Linked DNA regions of Muntiacus reevesi: regions 1 and 2 are each linked to region 3. A link is a contact called in public Hi-C data. All regions are on one chromosome and are shown on one strand. The core of a region is the stretch at or near the end of the contact, and the rest is flanking DNA. Distances in the headings are between cores, read along the strand shown.

Region 1 (4,083 bases), core at 770-3,269, 260 kb after region 3:
TTTCGGATGTCATTAATTTGCTTCACCATTTCTCTTATGTGCTCACCCTTCTCCTTCAGGATGGACTGAATGCATTTTCGCTGGTAGGCTCTGAGAGTAATGGTGGGCTTTTGAGGACTCAGTACCTTTTCCATCTTTTGTGGTTGATAGTCTTTTTTCATAGTAACCCATTTGATGGCATTGCCCAAATGTTGAAGTTGATCAGGTATCAGCTATAATTCTTTCTTCATGTCTCTCTCACTGTTAGAGAGAAGTGAGAGCTGAGACTGAAAACTGTGAAGTACTTTTTTCATCCTGTTCATGATGTCTTCTTGTTTTTCCTTGGCATCCTCGTATTTGTCAGCTAAGTGCTCATCCAATTCCCGTAGACTTTTCTTCTCCTCTAGACAATAATTGAGATCTTTTAATTGTTTCTTTTTTGGTCACATAACAATTTGACCCTCCACTGAATCTCCTCCTTTGCCAGGTCCTGTTTAAGAATGTAGTATTACATTCTGAGTGGCTCTGCTGATGAGCTAAAGACATTCTTTGGGAGGAAGAGCTGTATCTTTTTCAGATGATTTAAAAAATGCTGGATTTGCAACACTATGTTGCAAAATGCTTCTAATATGCTTTTCAAAGGAATCCGGGGTTTCAACCAGAATATGTACGGAGGGGAGACTCTGCTACTTCAACATTCTCTCGGGTACAAAGCCGGGGAGGAGACGCTGGATGGACTGTGCTTAGTAAAGGCCTGATGAGGTATTCATAGGTACTGGTGATGCAGATCATTGTTGGCCCCAGGATGTCAGGGATGATCCAGAATCCGCGAAAAGGAGCTGGCTGACTGCATGGCAGTGGCTTCCTACAAAGAATGTGTTCTACAAAGCACTTCTGTTCTGCAGCCAGTTCCTGTAAACTGTCCCTGTCTTCTTCATCTGATCCAAGAAACTTGTGAAGTTTATGAATCCAAGGTAGCCCAACACTATGTACACCAGCTTCATGAGTACAGTGGTATCTTGAGGGACACTTGGGATCTCTGTGAAGTTTGACTGGACAAGAAAAGTCAGAATCAAAGGGCTCACCCTCTGCGGATGCCAGTTTCAGAGCAAGTTCCAACTCAACACACTCAAATGCATACAGTGACGGAATGAGGTCAGCCCTGGAATCCCAGGACTTTTCTGAGGTTTGGTCATCTTCTTCTTACCCCTCCAGCACAACGCAGAGATGAAACATTCCTGACGCAGTAGTAATCACCAGGTTGTTGGCGACACATGGTAAGCAGAGCCCAGCACAAGCACCGTAGCCATAGTTCTCTTCATTAGCAGGATGCATGGGCAACGGGCCCAATAGCTTACCCACAGCCCCAGGGCTGTGCGACAGACTAACATGGGTAAGGAAAGTCTCCTCATTCTCACATAAGATGTACAGGGAGGAAGCCGCTGCTTCTTCTTTGCCTTTTTATCCAACTATGTGCTTCGGGACTGCTGACAGTGGCCCAAAGTCAAATGCAAGTGCCGTCTCTCCCAGAGAAGCGGTGTAGGCCCTTCCTTTGTTGAGTATGAGGCTTTCCCCTTCTGCTTCTGAAGGTCGGATGGCCGTAGTCGGTGTCTGGGGTCACGCAAAGGATAAATTCTTACTACGTTGTCTGACGTTAACGGCGCCACGTGGGGATCTAGCCACTCTCTCGGATACCAGGCAGCGTGCTTCGGCGTCGGAGAGGCTGACCTGGTGAAAAATCTCTCAGCGACGGGAGTCGTGCTACAATTCACTGCTGATTTTCCACCTTCCAACTCAGAACTCTTTCCCCATCTTTTAGGTAATCCTAATATCATGAGTCCTTTTATTCCTGTAAGTGCTACATGATGTTGTGCTAGGCTTAACAAGGCTTGATAGATTTCAAACGGGTGGATTTATGCAAAGCCGTCTGTGGTACTGGGAGAGGGAGGGCTTCTCACTGGCGCCGCTGGGGCCCCGAAGGCGCGCGACTAAGAAGGAGCTGTCTTCTGCGTCCCACAGAGAGAGCTCTCCGCCAGGCCCAAGCCCAGGTTTCTCGTCAACAACCGAGGAGGCAGCGGCGGCGACGAAGGCAATGATGAAGCCGGCTTCTCAGTTTCAGCGGAGCTCTGATTTTTCCGTCCCCCTCGGAGCCGCAAGAACACGGCGTGGCTGGGCGGCCAGGTATGCACAGCTCACCGCCCCCCGGGGCCGCCGGGGCGCCGCCATCTTGAGCCCTCGGCTCTCCGCGCGGGTGAGCGCAGCTAGTCCGCTTCCGGCCGTCCGCTGCCTCAGCGCGTCTCTCATTTGTTCGTCTTTCTAGAGGCATATCACTTTTATTGATCTTTTCAAGAACTTACTTTTTTTGTTTCGTCTCTCTGTTGGTTGTATGTTTGCCGTTTTATCAGTTCTCTTCATTTTTTCTATCCTTCTACTTGAGTTTATTTTGCGTCTCTTTCTCTAGGTTCTTAAGTTCTTAGATTATTTATGTGAGATATTTTCTCTTTCCTAATGTAAACATTTAATGCTAAAAATTTCCCTCTCGGTGCTGCTTTTAACTGTGTCCCACAAAATTTGATGTTGTGTGTTCATTTTTATCCCATTCATCTTTTTTTTTAATTCCTCTTGAGTCCTCTTTGATCCTTGGATTATTGAAAAGGGTGCTCTTTATTTTCTGGTAATTCACTTGTTGAAGATTTCTAGGCACAGTATGTGGGTTTACTATTTTTAATTATATTATCTTCAACTGTTGATCACATAGTGAGGATGGGTTGAAAGGAGACCCATCTTTATCATTGAGGGAGCCCAGAACTTTGTCCGCTAAGTTGTGTTGATATGGAAATCTATATGAACCACCCCACCATATACACACAGGGGCAGACAATCACACATATGCAAGCACACACACATGCCCATGGCATACATATACCCACACCTAATCAGTGGAGCTCAAATTCTCATTTTCAAAAAACAAAGCTAATGGCAGGGACCATGATAAAACAACAACAACAACAACAACAAAAAAAAAAAAACCAGGAAAAGGAAGCTGTTTAGGAAGAAAAAAAAAAGCACCAAATCAGCATCATATCTCTGAAAAAATTAGGTCAAACCAGAAACCTCTAGCGGAAATAGAGGTATTTCAGGTTCTGGGTTGCCTGTACACAAGCTGAATTTCTTTTATGTTGGCAGCACCTGCCTTTTTAGTCAGTCTCTTCGCCCCTCCCCACCACCACTGCCCCCATCACAACAAGGCCAGTCCAACAAATTCTGCTTCGGAAAATCGAAAGGAAAGAAGACATTATACTGACTACAACAATGGAATGGAAATTCCAGGAACTAAAGATTAAGGATAGAGAGAGCTGTGTCCTGCAAACCATTTCAATGTCTGAGCAATAATAATGCCCCTCTCAAATGACATGTAGTGAAAACTATATGTATATTGTATTTGTATTTATATGTAATATATATAAGTATGTTCATTCCCCATCTGATAACTATTTCTGTCCTGCAGGTTGTTTTAATTTTCATTTCTTACATTTCAATCTATCTAAAAATTTACATGGTTGTAGCTTTATAATACACTGATATATCTGGCAGTGTCTCAGGTCCCTCAGCAGCTAAACTGTGAAACTGAATCTTTGAGCAGGCTGTTAGTTCCAAAGGTCCAGTGGGGAAGGCAGATCCACCGCCCCATATAAACTAAGCGCACTGAGTCAGTTTAGACCAGGGTTTTTCAACCTCGACACAATAGCTATCTTGTTAATTTTCTTTTGTAGGAGTTTGTTCTGTTTGTCAGCATCCCTGGCCTCTACCTGCTAGATGTCAGTAGCTTCCCCAAGCTGTGATGAGCAAAAATGGCCCCCAGACATCACAAAATTGCCCCCAGTAAAAAGCTGCTTGTTTAGACATGTTTCCTTATTTCCTGCCCTCAGTGCTGCACAAAGCTGTGATACTTGATACCATAGCGGGTATCCTGCAGGCATGAGGAATGATATTACAGAGGCATTGAGGCTAGTACCTGAGGTAGAAGGGGCCATGGTTTTTGATGATGTTGCCAGATTACTGCACCAACCCTAGCATTACCTCCCTATGGGAAATTGACAGCTT
Region 2 (3,932 bases), core at 369-2,868, 340 kb after region 3:
TTGCCTTTGGGCCAAGACTGCTCAGTGATAAGTCCCTCCTCCTGGACTACAGACTGTTGGCACTCGAAGAGGGAAAGGTCAGCCCGTAGGCTTTCTGCCCCACCATCTCTGGGCTGCTAAGTTAAGTGGGTCAAACGATGGTGTGTATGTGTTACTGCTTCACATGGGGGCAAAAGCATATTTATCATTTAGAACGTGATGTTGAAAGTAATGTCACATCTCCATTATTGCTTGACTTACTCTTCCCTTTTAAAAATACATTACACTGGCATTGCAGTTTCCTCAGAGGACCCCTGCAAATTCATTTGTAACAGTTGGTAAACTTAAACAGTATTTAACAGATTGGGACTGCATGGTTGTGTGCAGATAGAGTATTAAAAATTACTTTCCCTTCTAGAAATGTTAAAAGCACTCATTTCTTTATTTTCTCTAACCAAAGTCCTAGGTTGATTTGTGAAAATTAAAAAAATAATAATATATCCAACTTTGGAAATAGTAAATATTTTATAATGAATAAGCAAAATATAATTTAGGAATGAGATAGAATATGACTGAAACATTTAGGAAGCACTCTTGACTTTGGAAAATGCAGGGCATTAAAATTTTTTTTTATTGGAGCATACTTGATTTACTGTGCCGTGTTGGTTTCAGCCATACAGCGAAGTGTGTCAGTTACACATACGCGTATGTCCACTCTCTTTTTCTGAGATTCTTTCCCCATGCAGGCCATTACAGGGTATTGAGTAGAGTTCCCTGTGCTATGCAGCTATATAGTAGTGTGTATATGTAATCCCAGTCTCCCAATTCCTGCCCCCCCAAAATACATTTCAGTTGCTCAAAACAATGTAAGCACAAAGCAGACATGCAAAATACTATTGGCTGTCACTATTACAATGAACAGATGACAGTGAATGTGGAATTGATCATGATCTCAACTGTCTTTGATCAGAAACCCCTTTGAGAGTCTCATAAAAGCTGCACAGCATTTCCCTCAGTGATGATGCACATACATGCCTGCAGTTGTGGGGATTCATGAACTCTAAATCCCTCTGTTCCATATTCTATGGACCTTGTTTAAGAACCTATGATAAGCTCTATGGTTTTGGCAAAAATTTTTTTTAAAACATACAAAAATTACATTTTATCAGCAGTTCACCCCTGACTAGTAGAATTAGTAGTGACTTATTTCCCCTCCTCCTTTAAAATTTTCTGTATTTGCAAAAGCTGTTACAGTTGTGTATTGATGTACGTGGGTAAAAGAAAGTAAACCATAAGCTAAGATAACAACGGTCCTATAAAATGGGAAAGAAACAAAAAAAAAAAAGGGAAAAGAGATTAGTCAGTGAACAAACATGGGTAGCTAGCCTGCACTAGCCCTCTGGCAACAAGTGGCTGAGCTGAAGTTTGAGCCAAGAGCTCAAACCAAACCTGGGCACTTGATACTGTACCACGCTGCAGGCAGGACTCTGAGAATCCCCCCAAAATGTGGGTTAGCCCCTCTTTTAAGCATAAAGAAAAAGATAAATGACTCACCGGTAGAGCTGCTCTTTCAGTTTGTTAATCAGACAAGTTTGCTCACAGCAGCAAGGTCTGCCTTTGTCTCTAATGTGGTCTGGGTTTCCGTTGAGTACTTGTGAAGAGTCCTCAGTTGGCGATGATAGGAGACCCAGCCCTCCCCCATCTTGCAGGTCAGAATCCACATGACCCAGCCTGCACCCGTATAATTTGGGAGTCAAAGAGATGAAGCAGTAGCTCCAATGCTATTCAACACCCGCATCCTGGCGGGCGTCTTACCCTTTGACCAGGATCTGAGAGGGTTTCCATTTGTAAGCGGAAGGGGAGCCATGCTCAGGTCTGACACTGGTAGTCCACTGAAGGAGGAGGCATTTATACCCTAAAATTATATCATTCACTAGTCGTATGTTCCTTTGGAGCAGTTTAGGTCTGGACCGATGCAAAGTTGATGCTATGGCCTGGGTTCTGTGTGTGTGTGCACCTCCAACATACATGACAGCCCTGATCCCCATAGCAACCCTGCCAGTAGGTATTATCCCATTTTATAGATGGGAATACAGAGGACCATAGCCAGAGAACAACCCTCGCGGACTCACAGCCAACTACTACCACTTCCAGGATGCGAGCCCAGGTGTCTATCATCGCCAGGCCAGTGGGCCAGATAGCTTCTAGTGATGGGTCTGCCAGAGGACCCAATGCAGCCCTGCCTCCTAAACCCACCCCACTCAGGTGGTGCTCACCGCCCTGCTTCTCATGGCTAGGATCACCAGTGAACAGGCTGAACCAAATCCTGAAGTGCCCGTCTCTCTCAACAAAACATCCCTTCACAGGGAGCCAGCCTCACATTTTGGAGTCTTTGAGCTTTGAGAGATGGGTTCTTCCCAGCAACAAGCCAACCGTGTCCCTTAGGCCCAGTTCACAGGGTGATGACGGAAGGGCCTGAACCTTGTCAAGCACGCTGACTTGGCTGTGCTTGTCCCCCTCAGCATGTCCTGCCTGCAGAAAAACAGCCCGGTGCCCTCCGTGACCGCGTATGTGCTTGAGAGGGAGGAGAGATGTGTATCTCAGAGGGAGCATGACTGTACTTGTCATAAGCATTCTCCAGTGGAAAGTTCTCCAGTGGAAAACTCACAACTAAATTAGAACCCCTCCCAGTTTGAGGGCCAGAATTTTATTTCTGTTGTCTTCCAATTTGGAGTATCGGTTGCTTTTCTTTGAAACAAAACTGAACTTCTTGACGGCAAGTACCCAATCATATGTCTTGGGTTTTCCCCAGAACATGCAAACAGTTCCTGAACAGAATTGGGGAAGAATAAAAGGGCCATGGCAGCTGTGCCCCCCACAGGTTCTCTTGGGGTCAGACTCAACCCATTCCCTTTTTCTGAATGCCTGACATTCTGGAGCCAGAGCCCTGGTTCCGGCGGCAGCTCTGGGACCAGGGCTGGGGCAGTAGCTGCTGGGAGAGGAGTACCTGCCAGGCGGTGGTAGGTGGTGAGGGCTATGGAAGATGAGTGGAAAGACCCTCAGAAAAGCAGCCTAACCAGAGGACAGCAGGCAGCGGATCAGTTGTGAGAACAGGGATGTGGGTCTGCGTGTTTCGGTCAGCCCATAGTTACCAAGTAATCAGACATCAAAACCAGAGCGCCCTTCTTCACTTGGTTTTGTAGCAAAAAGGAAGCCAAAACCAAAAGAAAAACTAGTAAGAATTTAATAGTCAAGTAAAATGCGCCCGAGCCCCACAGTGAATGTGGCCCACCGTGTGGCGTAGCCTCTCCTTCCAGACCCGAGCTGTTGAGCAGAGCCTTCAGGAATGATGTGCGTGCCCTGTGTTCAAGTGTCCGGCACGCAAGTGTAGGTATCAGGCACTTGGAATGTGGCCCCCGCAACCATGGAGCCAAGCTTTGAGTTTTGTTTTAATTCTGATGAACTTCAATTTAAGCGGCCACACGAGTCCAATGGTACTGTACTGTACTGGGCAGAGCAACTGTAAAGCAGAGACCTCTCCAGTCTACAGGAGGCCCCGTGTAACGGGCCGAGCAGCACTCCTAACTGCTGGCCTGGCGTGGCGAGGGGTGGGTGGGCCCTCTGAGGAAGGCTGTCAGCAGGACACGCAGGCCAGGAGGCTCTCTAGGCTCCATGCCTTCCTCAGACAACCTGAGCGGCCAGCAGTCTGCTCCCCGGGCAGTTGGCAGGATTGAAGTTATAGAAGCAAGTAAGGGGCAGAGGCGTTTTGATTTGTGACAGGAAAATACCGTAGATCCCAGCTGCAGATACTAAGCTGGAGAGCGCCCCACTGTGACCCCTCGTCCAGGCAGGCGTGGACCCTGGACCACCTTGCTGGGGACTTCCGCGGCGTCCTTGCCCGTGGTCCCCAGTTCATTCTTGCTTGCTTCTGAAGTGGAGCAAACCTTGTTCAT
Region 3 (3,864 bases), core at 1,061-3,560:
ATGACGAGAGCCTTCTTTTTGGGATTTAGTAAAGATAATTCCTGGGAGAGAGGCAAACACAGCCACCACCCAGGTGACCCCACTTGTCACCGCCCCAAAGGTGACTGTTCTGGCTTTTAAAGCAAACACAGCATGGACAATAGCCAGGTACCTATCGATTGTCAAGAGGATGATGAAGAAGATTCCACCAAAATAACCAATGAAATAGAACCCTGTGAATAGCTGGCACATTGTATTTCCAAAGACCCACTGGTCTGCAGCATAGTGAGCCCAGAATGGGACAGTGATGATGAACAGTAGGTCAGAGATGGCCAAGTTGAGCAGGTAGATGTCAGTCATGCTCTTCAGCTTTTTGCAGTTTATCAGGATGAGGAACACCAGCGTGTTACCCACAAAACCAAAGATGAACACCAGCGAGTAGAGTGGGGGCAGGAGCCGGGCTGCAACCTGCCTCACGTTGAGTTTTTGGCATGGCTCTGACATCCCATAATCAATGTCATAGGTGGGAGTTGATGTTTGATAATCCATTTTGCTTGACTCTGTAAATAAAGAAGAGCTGTTTTATAAAGTCCTAGAATGTCCTTAGCAGTCCGTCATGAATGCAATACTTCAGTAGGTTTTAAAAATTGATGCATAGATTTCTACATTTAACTGAAGTACCTTTTTTGGTCAAACAATGAACTTTTTATATCAGTTTGGTGCTAGCTTCTCTGCGCTGGGTTTCTGTGGTGGCTCAGATGGTTAAGAATCTGCCTGCAATGCTGGAGACCTGGGTTCGATCCCTGGGTTGGGAAGATCCCCTGGAGGAGGAAATGGCAACCCACTCTAGTATTTCCATGGTTAGAGGAGCCTGGCAGGCTACAATCCATGAGGTCATATGAGTCAGACATGACTGAGCGACTGACACTGTCTGCTTACTAGATGGAACACATCAGTCATCTCACCAAATAAAATCGGATGTTGCGTAGCCACGTGGAGTGAATGAAGCTGTGATAACAATGTCCAGAAATTGGGTCAGGAACTGTCCAACCATGTCTGTTCTTAAGCTGTCATCCCTGGAGTTAGCTTACACATAGCATCATTAGGAGCTTGCTGGTGATAATGAACAGTTCTCAAGGGCACTCTGCCTGCCAAGCACTGTTCTAAGCTTCATTCATTCAGTTAATCCTCAAGGTGACTCAGTGAGGCAGGTCAGGTTTATTGTCCCCGTTTTGCAAATAAGAACCTCAGAGCACAGAGAAGATGAATAACTTCCCCAAAGACCCACAGGGAGTAAGCAACTAATTTTGAAGGCAGGCAGTGCAGCCTGCAACTCTTAACTGCTATGGTCCCTGTCTTTCACTCCTTGGTGAGAGAACTACAAGCAGGATTGTCAGCCTGGAGCATTGATATAGTCAGAATGAAACAGTCTGATGCCCACGTCCCTGGAGAAGGTCATAGGAGCCAGCAGCCAGTTGTGAAATCCTGCTTGCCATTCTCACATTTTCTCTGAAGTTTGTAGTTTCTGAGCTGCTATGATTAAGGACGGCCTCCCCCAGTACATAAGAAATGGTCAAGTGGACAGTGTTTCATCTCCTCGCATGCATCCTGTGTTAGCTTAGTTCCTTCACAACCCACTAACTTGCCTGGTCTGTTTAGGTCCCACCGCTTGACTGAGAATTTTCTTTAATTAGTCCCTGTGAGACTCCAGCTCCCAGTACCTCAGATTAAGCAGCTGGGAAAAGCACACAGAAAAATCTCACCTTTAAATTCTGAGCCAGAAAAAGAATCATACACTAGATGTGCTATGAAAATTGATTTGATATTTATAACTTGTTATTAATTTGATCAATTTTCAGGCTTCCTTCTTTTCTTGGCAGAAATAAAAGGAGACTTAGACACAGCTTCTGGTGGGGCACATGTTCAGAGGGCATCCTGCTGAGGAGGTTTTACTTCTCCTCACCAAAAGATAATGTCTGTCAAAGTTTTGGCCAGTGATTATTCTCTGAAAGTATCTTTCTTTTGAAAAGTGAGGGCTTTTTATAGTCTTTCATTCATAATCCTGTTTTGTATCTTTGATGTTATCACAGTCTGAAACTGATTCTAAACTCTTTTTCCTTACTTAAAGATTATATTTTAAGATAGTTCAATGAGCACCTGGTATATTTCTGATGTTTTCTATGGTTTCCTGTAAAGGCTTTTACTCATCACTCAAGCTGCACTAAGAAATAGGCAAAGTTAGCTGAGAGATGACTTACCGGGAGAGATTCTCGTAGGGGAACGGATGTCTCAACTCCTCTGACCAGCTGAGCTGTGCAAATCAAACATATAGACAGCATAAAAGTAGGAAATGCACAGTTTCTTCTGAGTTGGGGGCGGAGTTTCACTGAATAATTATCTGGCTGTGCAAAAAAAATCATCAGAGAACAGCCTTCTTTTTTTTCTTAAATTGAGCTTAAAATAGACTAGAAAATAGATCTCTAATCTGAAACTTTATTCATGGGTTTCCCTGATTATGCAATTTCTTTTTGCTTCTCAGTTCACCCAACTACCCAAATGGTTAGAAAAAAGAAGGAATTAAAGGATATTAGAACTGTAAGAACATTCATGAGCATCTAGTCAAAGGGCCACATGTTTTACTGAAAGAAACTGCTGTCCAAGAGGCAAATGATTTGTACTAGACTGCAGGGCTTATCAATGGGGAGGCTCCAAGGGTGAGAGATTCTGACCCACTTGCTATTTGTCTTCACGGAAGCCAGCTGAAACTGACTTTAAAGTGGGGGGAACATCTCGCATTAACCCTGTGATCCCTCTTAAACCTGGGCTTCCCAGTTGGCTCAGTGATGAAGAACCTGCTTGCTGATGCAGGAGATGTGGGTTTCATCCCTGGGTTGGAAAGATCCCTGGAGGAGGAAATGGCAAGCCGCTTCAGTATTCTTGCCTGAAAAATCCATGGATGGAGGAGCCTGGTGGGCTACATACAGTCCGTGGGTTTGCAAGAAATCTGATACAACTGATGGACTGAACATGCACGCCCCCCACTTTGTTCACTTCCCCACTACCCCCTCTTTCCTCCCACAACTCACACACATACATTCACCACCCAATACTATTTTCCTCTGCAAACTACAATAACTGGTTGCTTAAGGGTTTTTACTGTATATTCACCCGTGAGCTAAACATGTTGCCCATCTTTCTCCAGCTCAAGTACCTTGGGGGCACATCATTATGAAACTTTAGCCTCCTCATCCACTATTTTGCAGCCCTCCAAGGCAGCAGGTATTTGTGGGTAGCTGTCCTATGCCAGGGACATAGGTAGCAGAGCCTCACACTCCAAGGATACAGTCTGTCTGGAATTTCTTTGAGAGTTTTTCAGCATGAAACAGGCAGCAAGTGGCAGAAGAAAAGGGTCAAGTTTAGGATTCTATTTCAATATCTGCAGTCACCCCAGGCTTCCTTGGTGGTTGGTTACTTATCTAAAAACCTCAATTGTTGACAGCAGAACTGAGAACATAGAACAGAACTGAGAGCCAGCCCTGAGCCACAGGAGGGCCCTCTGCGTGCTTTTGTTTCCTCCGCCACAGGCTAAGAAACACACGCCAACACAGACTTGTGATCTGAGAAGACCCCAAACCTGTTGAAGTGGCCTCTGCAGTCAATTGCCTGAACTCAAAGCCTGACCCTACCCTCAGCTTTCTCATTTGTGGAATGGGCTGAATAATGGTGGTTGCTCCTTGGGCTTGTTGGGAGGATTGCTTGAGACATCCAAGTTGAGAATGCAACATATAATATACTCAAAAAACCATCAGACTCGTACTCATTCAGTGATCCTTTCTTAGATTTATTATATAAAATTCTAATAGAATTGGTTTCCTGGGGCCCTTG

Evidence for each region. Hi-C and Micro-C count contacts between places; a contact is called where the count stands out from the background.
Region 1: a Hi-C map of blood shows a contact between it and region 3, with 4 times the contacts expected there. The contact joins the promoter of XCR1 here to the promoter of CCR5 in region 3. A contact is called at or near these places in 2 of 3 Hi-C or Micro-C datasets (blood and muscle).
Region 2: a contact with region 3 is called in a Hi-C map of blood, with 7 times the contacts expected there. The contact joins the promoter of CXCR6 here to the promoter of CCR5 in region 3. A contact is called at or near these places in 2 of 3 Hi-C or Micro-C datasets (blood and muscle).

What each region holds. Positions count from the first base shown.
Region 1 is chr4:111,185,442-111,189,524 of mMunRee1.1, forward strand. XCR1 (X-C motif chemokine receptor 1) reads left to right here and starts at 2,020. Exons shown (of 2, transcript XM_065935405.1): 1 at 2,020-2,160. It also overlaps the pseudogene LOC136167490.
Region 2 is chr4:111,263,993-111,267,924 of mMunRee1.1, forward strand. It overlaps CXCR6 (C-X-C motif chemokine receptor 6), which reads right to left and starts at 1,619. Exons shown (of 2, transcript XM_065935407.1): 1 at 1,534-1,619. The region is part of intron 14 of FYCO1 (FYVE and coiled-coil domain autophagy adaptor 1); the gene reads left to right.
Region 3 is chr4:110,927,398-110,931,261 of mMunRee1.1, forward strand. It overlaps CCR5 (C-C motif chemokine receptor 5), which reads right to left and starts at 2,311. Exons shown (of 2, transcript XM_065935397.1): 1 at 2,238-2,311; 2 at 1-539. The coding sequence starts at 528.